Linked DNA regions of Gadus morhua: region 1 is linked to region 2. Evidence: chromatin contacts called from public Hi-C data. All regions are on one chromosome and are shown on one strand. Each heading gives the region's core, a stretch centred on a gene start, on an enhancer-like site or on the middle of the called end of the contact. The rest is flanking DNA. Distances are from core to core; before and after follow the strand shown. Region 1 holds the start of LOC115530038 (PC-esterase domain-containing protein 1A). Region 2 holds the start of rwdd (RWD domain containing 4).

Region 1 (4,448 bases), core at 1,109-3,608, 130 kb after region 2:
TTTGCTGGATGGTTGGGCTACGTGTTTCTCATCCCGGCTTTTGTCTTTTCGGCCCCTGATCTGCTCTTCCGTCGGAGTCCTCCCACACATCCTTTATTCGGTGCATTCTAACACGTTCCGGGCTCTGCCGGCCTCATTAGCAGCCTCCACTGTGATTGTGATAGAAGACTCTATAAATACGCTGCAAATGGATGTAGGGCCCATATTTAAATTACCGAATCGGCGTAGAAAGGTCAATAAATAATCGGATATAGTAAACAAGAGTTAAATAATATATTTAAAAACTTGGAAAGTACAAATATAATGATATACAGCTTGTTTCAAGAAGATTCCAAAGGGAACTGGAGGTCGTGTACCCTCGTAGAATACATGGAGCGAGAGAGAGACAAACAGAGATAGACACACACACAAACACACACACACACACACTCTCACACACACACACCATTCTGTAAAGGTTACTTTGCTACACTAAGCCATACGGTGTGTCTTTCCAATCTGTGCCGACCTCCAGGGATATCGATATTCCATCTTTCCCTCAATTTTCGACTTGGTCGACAGAGACGGCCCAATCCTGGGGCTGCATCCATATTCCGCTCTCAACACCAAGAGATCCTCTCTCCGTACTCTGCTGAAGGAGCAAACGTTTGTGTGTGTGTGTGTGTGTGTGTGTGTGTGTGTGTGTGTGTGTGTGTGTGTGTGTGTGTGTGTGTGTGTGTGTGTGTGTGTGTGTGTGTGTGTGTGTGTGTGTGTGTGTGTGTGTGCGTGCCCCTCCTCATGGGGCACTCTGCGACAATAGAAACAGAGTGTGCCATGTCCCTGTGTTAATACCCACTCGTGTCTGGCAGATGGTGGGTTTACTGTTGAGTGGCTTCTCTTTTGTTGGGACCGGGAGGAAATAAAGGGGCGCACCCAGGAGGCCGTGGATCGTGAGAGACAACATCAACATTCAAGTTTGTTTGTACAGCCCTTATCACAATAACAGTCTCCGAGGGCTGCGCAGGCAACAGCAACAGGTGGATTAGACGGGCACCTCCGGATCCATAGACTCCAGGTTTAGGAGGGAACCAGGATACATTTTGAATGTTCATGTGTGGGCGAACTACTGAACTGGTGTTGGCAGAATGCAAGTTTGGGAAATAAATGTCCTTCGATGTTTTATGTATTTTCTGCTCAGAATTGTATACTTTTATTTATATCTTTTTTTTTTTTTTTATATCTTTGGTTCCAGCCCTTTCGTCATTGAGATCAGATCCAGTTATCGCACTGGATAAGGAGAAAGAGGACTTCTCCTTGCCACTGGTTTGGTTGCGATGCAGAGTTGTTTAACCACCTGTCTTTGTAGATTCTAAACATAGATCTCCAGCTAAATAAAAAAAAGGCCACCATGCCTGATACTCAAGATGGGATCCAAGGCTCCTTATACCTTAAATTTAAGATGCCAACAGTTACTCTTGAATAACGGTAAGGGATGTTCATTTGATTTTCTAATGAAACAGGGATAACTTTGTTCATATAGCGGAGGCCCAAGGTCTAACTTTGAATACATTTTGAGATTCTTGACATTTGAGAATATTGAAAAAGGGTATTAGACCAATGTAGCTGTTTTCTTTGTCGGGAACAAATGTAACGGCAAAAAAACTATTTTGCCACACTTGCACGCATGCGCAATCGTCCGTAGTTCAGAAATGGACTGGGCTGTAGTGCCACCTGTCGTGCCTATTGATAATATTGTTTCCCCAATTTCAAAAGATAATTCGATATAAATCCCTAATGAATTATTTGTTTTGTTTAACATGACGCCTAGACTTCCAAAGAAACCAATGGGCATCAAAAAGGGCGCGTTTTGAGTAACCAAAGTCCCTACTCATAGAGTGGCGCATAAAGTCACGCCGTTTCCGGTAGAGCCCATGGGACCTATGAGATCTAAAAATATGAATGGGTTTCAACGGAGAGAAAGTAATTATTTTCTGGTCCCAGTCTTTATATGCCCCGGATTACACACATGTTGTTTGTGGATTTAAATGATCATTTTTCATCCAAAGCAAACTAAACATTTTCGTGAAGAAGTTTGATAATGTTACGTATTTTCCAAGGGGAGGATAAAAGCATCGAAAGAGGTGAAAACCATTAGTTGGGGCACGTGGATAGTTTCAGTTCGATGGGAAGATTGTCGGTCTTGTTCACCCCAGTCGCAGGGAGCGTGACGGCACATACGTGACATGCAGTCTTTCTCATTGTGTTTTCACTACAGCCTTTAACTGAACAATTGCACAATAAACGGTCAAACTCTTCTCCGTTTATTGAAAAATTATCATTATAATTATTTTTCGATCTCATAGGTCCCATGGGCTCTACCGGAAGAGGCGTGACTTCGCCACTGCTATCATCAAAACTCTCAACTGCAGCGGATTAAGCTAATTAACTTTTTCTCTGTCGCCTACGTTGCACCCGAGACGTGTCGCTTCCTCTGCACACAATCCAATCTGTCCTCCATTTCGCAAAATACAACGGTATTCAAGTTGCCGTGGTTTTAATCGTTAAAGAATACATGCACTCATCGACATGCAGTATTATCCTATTTGTGGACGGTTTTAAACATTTTTTTAAAAAAACAAAAGCTGTGAACATGCTAGGATTTGTGACATTAAATGAAGCCAGCCAACTGCTGCACAACAAATTTGTTGTGATTCTCGGTGGTTCAGGTGAGAAAATCAATAGTTTGCACTTTAATGCTGTGTACTTGAATCAGCTACGACACTAATACATTAATTAAAAACCCTTCCGATTACATGTGCGTTTCAGTACAGCGCTCCATGTACAAGGACCTCGTCCTGCTGCTTCAGAAGGACACGTTCCTGACGAGCTCTCAGCTGAAGTCTAAGGTGAAGTGGGCCATCGACGACACTAGCTCTACATATTGTCCCCCTGTGGGGATTAAAGCAAGGGGAGGCCATTTTATAGTTGAATCATTTTTTCTTTTCTCTTTAAAACCTGCCAGCAATAAATCAATCGGGGTCTTAAAAAATTCAAAATGTAACTATGCTGCTGTTTCAGGCCTGTATTAAACCTGCGAATCGTTCCAGTTTCCAACTAATTGAATGATATAAAGAGCTGCATGACTTTATTACGGTTGGATACTTTCTAAAGCTAGGTTACTTTGGTTGGTATCTCCAAAGAAGCATAGAAAGGCAATTTAATTTAGAAGCATTTTTTGTTGGTTTGTTGAAATTCTCTTCGCACCAAGACGGCAATCAAGAAATCCAATGCTCTTGACACATTTTCACAAAACATCTGTTATCTGGCTGCAGCAGACCTGCAATAAAACCATCCAATCATTTAATTCTGCCCGAATTAATCTTTTGGACGACCTAGCTGTCAGTCTACCTACATTGTTTCCAGTTGGCTACTTAAAAAAATCATGATTTCTCCAAGTTGCCCATACAAGCTTTAATATGTAATATCAGGAATGTGCATTTGTAATTTTGACTACTCATCCAACTGTCACAAGCATATATTCAGTAAACCAATGTACACAAATCTTCTTTATTTACTTTACATGTAAATCCCTTCAACTTAATTGGGCATGTGACTTAATCTCCCAACCTTTTCTAAAAGGGTGAAGCTTCATTTGAACACGACGGCCTGGTTGAAGGTGGCAGTCTCGGGCCCTTGAGCAATGGCCCCGACTACAGGGAGGTGCGTCAGTACCGCTCGGAGCACCACCTGGTGCGCTACTACTTCCTGAGCCGCGTCTACTCGCCCTACATGGAGAGCATCCTGGAGGATCTCCGCGGAGGCCTCAAGCCAGACCTCCTCGTCGTCAACTCCTCCGTCTGTGACGTGTCCAGGTATCCATCCCTCCCTACTCTGTATTCTGTTGTTGATGATGTGCTCCCCTGCTGGGATTCTGTGGTGTGTGTGTGTGTGTGTACACTTTTTAATGTATATATTTGTCCAGCTCTCTCCCAGGGCACTGGGATCCAATTATAAGTAACCTATTCCATTATGGTGATGGTAGTCTTTAGAAAAGTTTGTTGCTTGTGAAGTTTTCATCACAAAAAAAAAAGAATTGACTTGACTATTCTATTGACGTAAGCATGTTTTTTTTTATTGAGGTGGTTGTGACCCTGGCATGTTAGACTGACTAAGGTGGAGGGTTGCTCACAAAGGTCCTGAATAGTTGTGTGTAGAAAGATGAACAAACCAAATTTTTAAGAATTCCAGTCGCAGCTGCACGAAATATCAATAGCATTCCTGATGTCCTTGTTTTCTCATGGAATTGACTGGATTCTACAGCGTATGCAAGTCAGTAGCATTCTGAGGAACACATTTTCTTTGGAATCCCTCACATAACGCAGTATGTGTAATACACGTCGGAGGTCGTCCAATTTCAATGATTGCGCTTCGCTGTGAAGCTCGAGCGACTTGGGGTTTAGTGACTTGCT
Region 2 (5,045 bases), core at 1,291-3,790:
CTGACTCGATGTCTCATCCAACCGTTATAGTGACTGTTCCCCCTCCTCCTAGCCCTCCACCATAAGCGGTATCAAAACGTGAATAAAACCAAACACTCGGGTGGGGGGGGAGAGAAAAGCACAAGGTTTGTTTGTGAATCTAAAACCCTCTTTGATAAGAAGAATTCCTAAACAGCCGTGCGACACCTACACCTCACAGAATGGCTCTGGCCTCCGATCGAGTGCTGAAACGAGCGGTTTTACTTTAAACTTTGGGACTGCGACATTTTTCGAGGACTCGGCGGTCGTGATCGCAGCTTCTTCAGTTGCGAGCCGGTGTTGTTGGATTTAGGGGGCCGAACTGAATTCTGCACAATCCACTTGAATCCGTCTTGTAAACGCCCGGCACCTTAAATCCGCCCTCTTCTCTTCCACAGTATTCACCTAGTCGTTCATCCCTCCGGTTCTGCTAAGCTAAAAAAACAAACAAATAGTTAGAAGCAAAGTGTCAGATATTGTTTTTGTAATGAGGAAAATATATGCATGAATATGTCCAGAAAGGTTTTTACTCACATGCTGGAAGATGAATCCGTCAGTGTAAACATATTCAAAGAAACGACAAAGATATTGACAGGTTATATGACAGAACAGGTCATTTTGTACATTGTCAACCATTGGCATCTAGTGGAGTAAAGGGGAGAAACAAAATAAATAAAACGTACCTTGATAACGTCACACCAGTCCCAGCCTCGGGGCATTTCCCCCTTGTTATCTGAAACGTAAATTATAGTTTAATCCACTGCTTCTTCACCGATTCCATGCAATCATCTTTGAGCTGGAACAGCCTTAGAATCTGAAATAATAGGTTTTCAATTTACCCGTCCTACAAGTTATCCTCCTTTTTTGTGATTTTGTGAGCTGTTCCTTTTTCTCCTTTTTCTTGCCCTCTGTCGCTGTCGTGTCATTGGAGATCTGCATCCGGAAAGTAGATTTTGGTGATTAATATATTTGAAATATGATATGGGTCTCATGATATTGTCTGATCTGTTATCAAGCTAATTAATTGTTTATCTCTTCCAGGCCTTAGCATTGCATTTCATTATTAGTTTGCTAGTCAAGCCAAAGTTAAAGGGGCAGTCCAATGTGCTTCAGCACATTCAGGCTACCGTTAGGGTAGTTGGAACGAATTTTAAGGGTGAGATTACACCCTTAAAACTGCATTTATGTGTATATCCATCATGTCTTTCTCTCTGCTTGTGTCCCCTTTCACAGGGACTTCCAACACTGCGTATGTGTGTTGTCTAGGGAGTGTAGGCATACTCTCACCTCAGAGGTATTTCACACACCTGGAATTCTGTTTGTCAAACCCTGAACACCCACGTTTCCATCTAGAGTTCTGGCTATTCACCACAGTTCTGGTCTGACGGGCGGAAAGTTTCCGATTCCTAATACCCCAGAAGTATCTCAAAAGGACTAAGCCCACAAAGTCCAGCGAGCCCACTGACCACAGCGGTGACGACGGGCTGATGATCCTCCATGAGGCTCTCCTGGTTCTCCTTGGCCCACTCAAACAGCGTGTACATCATGGCCTCGCCCAGGCTGGCCTCTGCCTGCTCCTCCACCTTGGAGACAATCTGCTGCTTCGTCAGTGAGGATCTGTGGCGGTAGAGTTGGGAGGGGTGAGGAAAAGTAAGTAAGAAAAATAAGATAAACAATTAAGAAGTGGGTTTTTGATTTGATCTTAAACGAGGTCTACATGGTTCAACCGTTGTGGATTTCAATCTGGAAATGTCAGATTTCGATTGGTACTCACATTCTGTTATTAAAAAATGCAACTAGGGATATCTGAGGGGCGGTAGCTGGGTAGGATTCCGGCCACGTGAAATCAAGAATGAAGGCTTTGGTGTCATCAAGTTCTCCCACCTGTGTTGAAAGAAACTCGTCACTCGTATAGCAAAAGGTAACGGATTTAATTTCCATCATATACATTACATTACATTGATTCAACAAGTGGCCAACTCACCCTGTACTGAAAGGACACAGGGCTGATCTCTTTGAAACACTCATCCCCCTCGTAGATGGAGCGGAGAACCTCCAACTCCATCTAAAAACACATTAAAACAACTGGTTAAGTGAGGAGACGAGCTGACCAGTTTGGGATGCACATGGTTTTCACAAATGTATTCAAATGAAGAGTAGAGCTGCGATTCCTTTAGGACGGACATGTCTATCGATGTTCCCCTACGCGACAGTAGTTAGTCAAACTAAACACAAACAGATAGCCTTTAAACACAATGATAATTACTTAGCGACTAGTTAGCTGGCTAGCAACCCGCATTATCAGTATACCTCTTGATCCTCGTTGGCTGTCATCTTCTGTCAGAAGCTGACTGACTCTAGTGTCCTTCTAGAGTCCTTTTTCGAATAAAAACTGTAATACGTGAAGTTACCGTCTCATTACTGTAAGCAGAAGTTAAGGTTCAATATACATTTTCTACTATCATAGCTGAGTTGACGAGCGGCCACCGTGATATGTACGGCGCATGCGTACTATACATGAACTCTGAACCCTATGACAACTCCGCCTATCAGTAAGTGGAAAAGAGCATTTCTATGTGTCATTATTATTCGTATGTTTGTCACATTATTATTGATTGTACATGTTTTTATTATTTTATCCGCGTTACCAGATTTGTTTAAACTCCGAACCATTAGCCACGCAGTGTGAGCGAAACGACCGTCTATTGATTGTACCACTAGGTGGCGCTTGGACTTCATTTTTTTAAATAGTTAGACTTAAAAAAAGATGGTACATTTCTACAAGGTTAACTGCGAGAGATAATGTGTCTGGGAAATGCTGAGTGCACTCAATAGCCATGGTAAAATCACGTATCAACCCCACCCCGAGTAAGCCAGCTTTGGATGTGAGCCTTTTGCAGCTATTTGTCTGTCTGTGTGGTTGGGTTAGGTGTTGAGGCTGGGCCAGACAGTGTGAAGGCCTGCGATGGTCTCACAAGTAGTTTAAATGCATCAAATTTGGAGTAGTCCAGTCCTGTTATTGTGGTCCCATATGTTCTATAATTCCCAGCGTTGTATACAGTTGCTGAAACCAAGATTACCAACTTGCCCCCCCCCCCCCCCCCCAAGTCCCTGCTGCTGCATATGGAGTATGATTCGAAAGTAAATCAAAGCCAATGCCGTCTCCCGTGGCCGTCTTTAATACCTAGTATTAACATTTACACAAGAAGGGAAATGCTCCGAGCCCTTTTGTCAATTTCAGTCAAATTGGATTCAAGCGTGTAGTTAATTGAAGGTAAAGCTGCCGTTTCCATTCCAAGTGGAGAAAGAATACTGAAGTTCATTCCCTCGCATCCGTGCCCTGTGATTTAACATTTCTCATGTTCAACGCCTTATGCTAGCGTGCAGATTGCCATCGCTAAATCGACTCCCAGATAATTGTTTTATGTCTGGTGTAGGCGTTCTGGTGTCACCCAATAATTAAATTTTACATTATAGAAAACCAACATAAATATTAAGTAAATGTTTCATTTCTGAGATTGGTACAACCTAATCTTGATGTTCCCCTCTCATGGGCCCATGGTGATTGGCTGGGAATGGATATTCCTGGCATGAGCAGGAATGAATTGTTGTTGTGCATGCATGCTTTATTTCGTTATCCACCACCCCAGATTTATACAATTATTGCAATCTATAAATGCAACAAAACCTGACTATCAAGTCGTTTATTCTACAAATTAGCTTGCATCGCTTGTTAACCAAGGATAAAATAATATCTGAATAGAATCCAAAAACTCAACCAGAAGGCCAACATCTTAATTTTGAGTAATCCCTTGATTAAGATCCCATTGTTGGCTTGATTCCTGCCAAGCGACTGATGGATAAATGAGAGAGCGGGACTGTCATGTTTTGTAAGTAATTTAAACTAATGTAAGAGAAAGCACTGTCATTTCATTGGTTATGTTTTTTGAATGCAGCCCTTGAGATATGGGCCCCCTGGTTCTGGAGCCCTGGTTCTGGGGTCACAGTTAACCCTTTGAGTCAGTCTGGAGTCAGCCACCCTTCATAATGTATTTGTATTCTCACTTTTAATTGAACATGTATTATGTCGCGCACATTGTGCCAAGTTGGCTCGGTGCCATTCTGAGGAGTCTTATCTCTTTCGAGTGCGGCTCTTTGATAAAAACAAAATTTGAAATGCAATTACTGTACCTCACAGGCAGAATACAAGGCCTGTTATCACCACCCTCACTCTTAATTAACTTATCCACTATGCAGATGATTTCTGGCCGAAAGGGGCACATTCTAAATTGGCACGGTTACTCTTGAGACGCAATCCAAATAAAGGATTCTCTCTCACTCTCTCACTCTTACTCTCATATTCCCTTCTCTCTTTCTTTCCTACTCTCATTCTCTCTGTCATACTGTTCCCCTCCTTTTCTCTCTTTCCCTCCCCTCTCTCTAATGTGTCTTTGCTCTCTCTCTCTCTCTCTCTCTCTCTCTCTCTCTCTCTCTCTCTCTCTCTCTCTCTCTCTCTCTCTCTCTCTCTCTCTCTCCCTCTCTCTCTCTCTCTCTCTCTCTCTCTCTGTCCTCTTTCTTTCTCTAACCAGAAAATGTATAAAAACGGTAGCACTTCCAGGCTGTGAGAAACAGGGGGTACGTGTGGGTACAGGCAGGTTTGAATGAAGGCGGGGAGGGGGAACCTGCAGCATAGCCCCAGTACTGTCTGTCATGGGGGGTTCAAGCTAATATCTGATTGATAAAACTGGGCCAACACGCTGAGAAGAGTGCTGGACTCCCCAGGCGGCGCAGGTCTGCTATAAACATCAGCCCTAGACGCTACCAAATGTTTGCATTTTTATTTGTTGCAGACAGGAAGTCTCTCTCTCTCTCACACACACACACACACACACACACACACACACACACACACACGCTCATTTGAATTCCATTTCCAAAAAGGCAATACACAAAACGCCACAGGAACATACCAGGGTATAAATAAATGATTTGAAATTGGTAGGAGGCACGTTCTCCATCCTACAACC

What was found. A called contact is a pair of places that touch in the nucleus more often than the background predicts.
Region 1: a Hi-C map of heart shows a contact between it and region 2, with 10 times the contacts expected there. The contact joins the promoter of LOC115530038 here to the promoter of rwdd in region 2. A contact is called at or near these places in 5 of 6 Hi-C or Micro-C datasets (blood, gill, gonad and 2 more).

The regions. Positions count from the first base shown.
Region 1 is chr17:7,463,662-7,468,109 of gadMor3.0, forward strand. It overlaps LOC115530038 (PC-esterase domain-containing protein 1A), which reads left to right and starts at 2,359. Exons shown (of 7, transcript XM_030339218.1): 1 at 2,359-2,705; 2 at 2,806-2,885; 3 at 3,619-3,851. The coding sequence starts at 2,552.
Region 2 is chr17:7,334,231-7,339,275 of gadMor3.0, forward strand. rwdd (RWD domain containing 4) reads right to left here and starts at 2,541. Exons shown (of 8, transcript XM_030338795.1): 1 at 2,329-2,541; 2 at 2,003-2,083; 3 at 1,793-1,902; 4 at 1,485-1,635; 5 at 858-951; 6 at 702-751; 7 at 553-555; 8 at 1-453. The coding sequence starts at 2,352. The coding sequence ends at 424.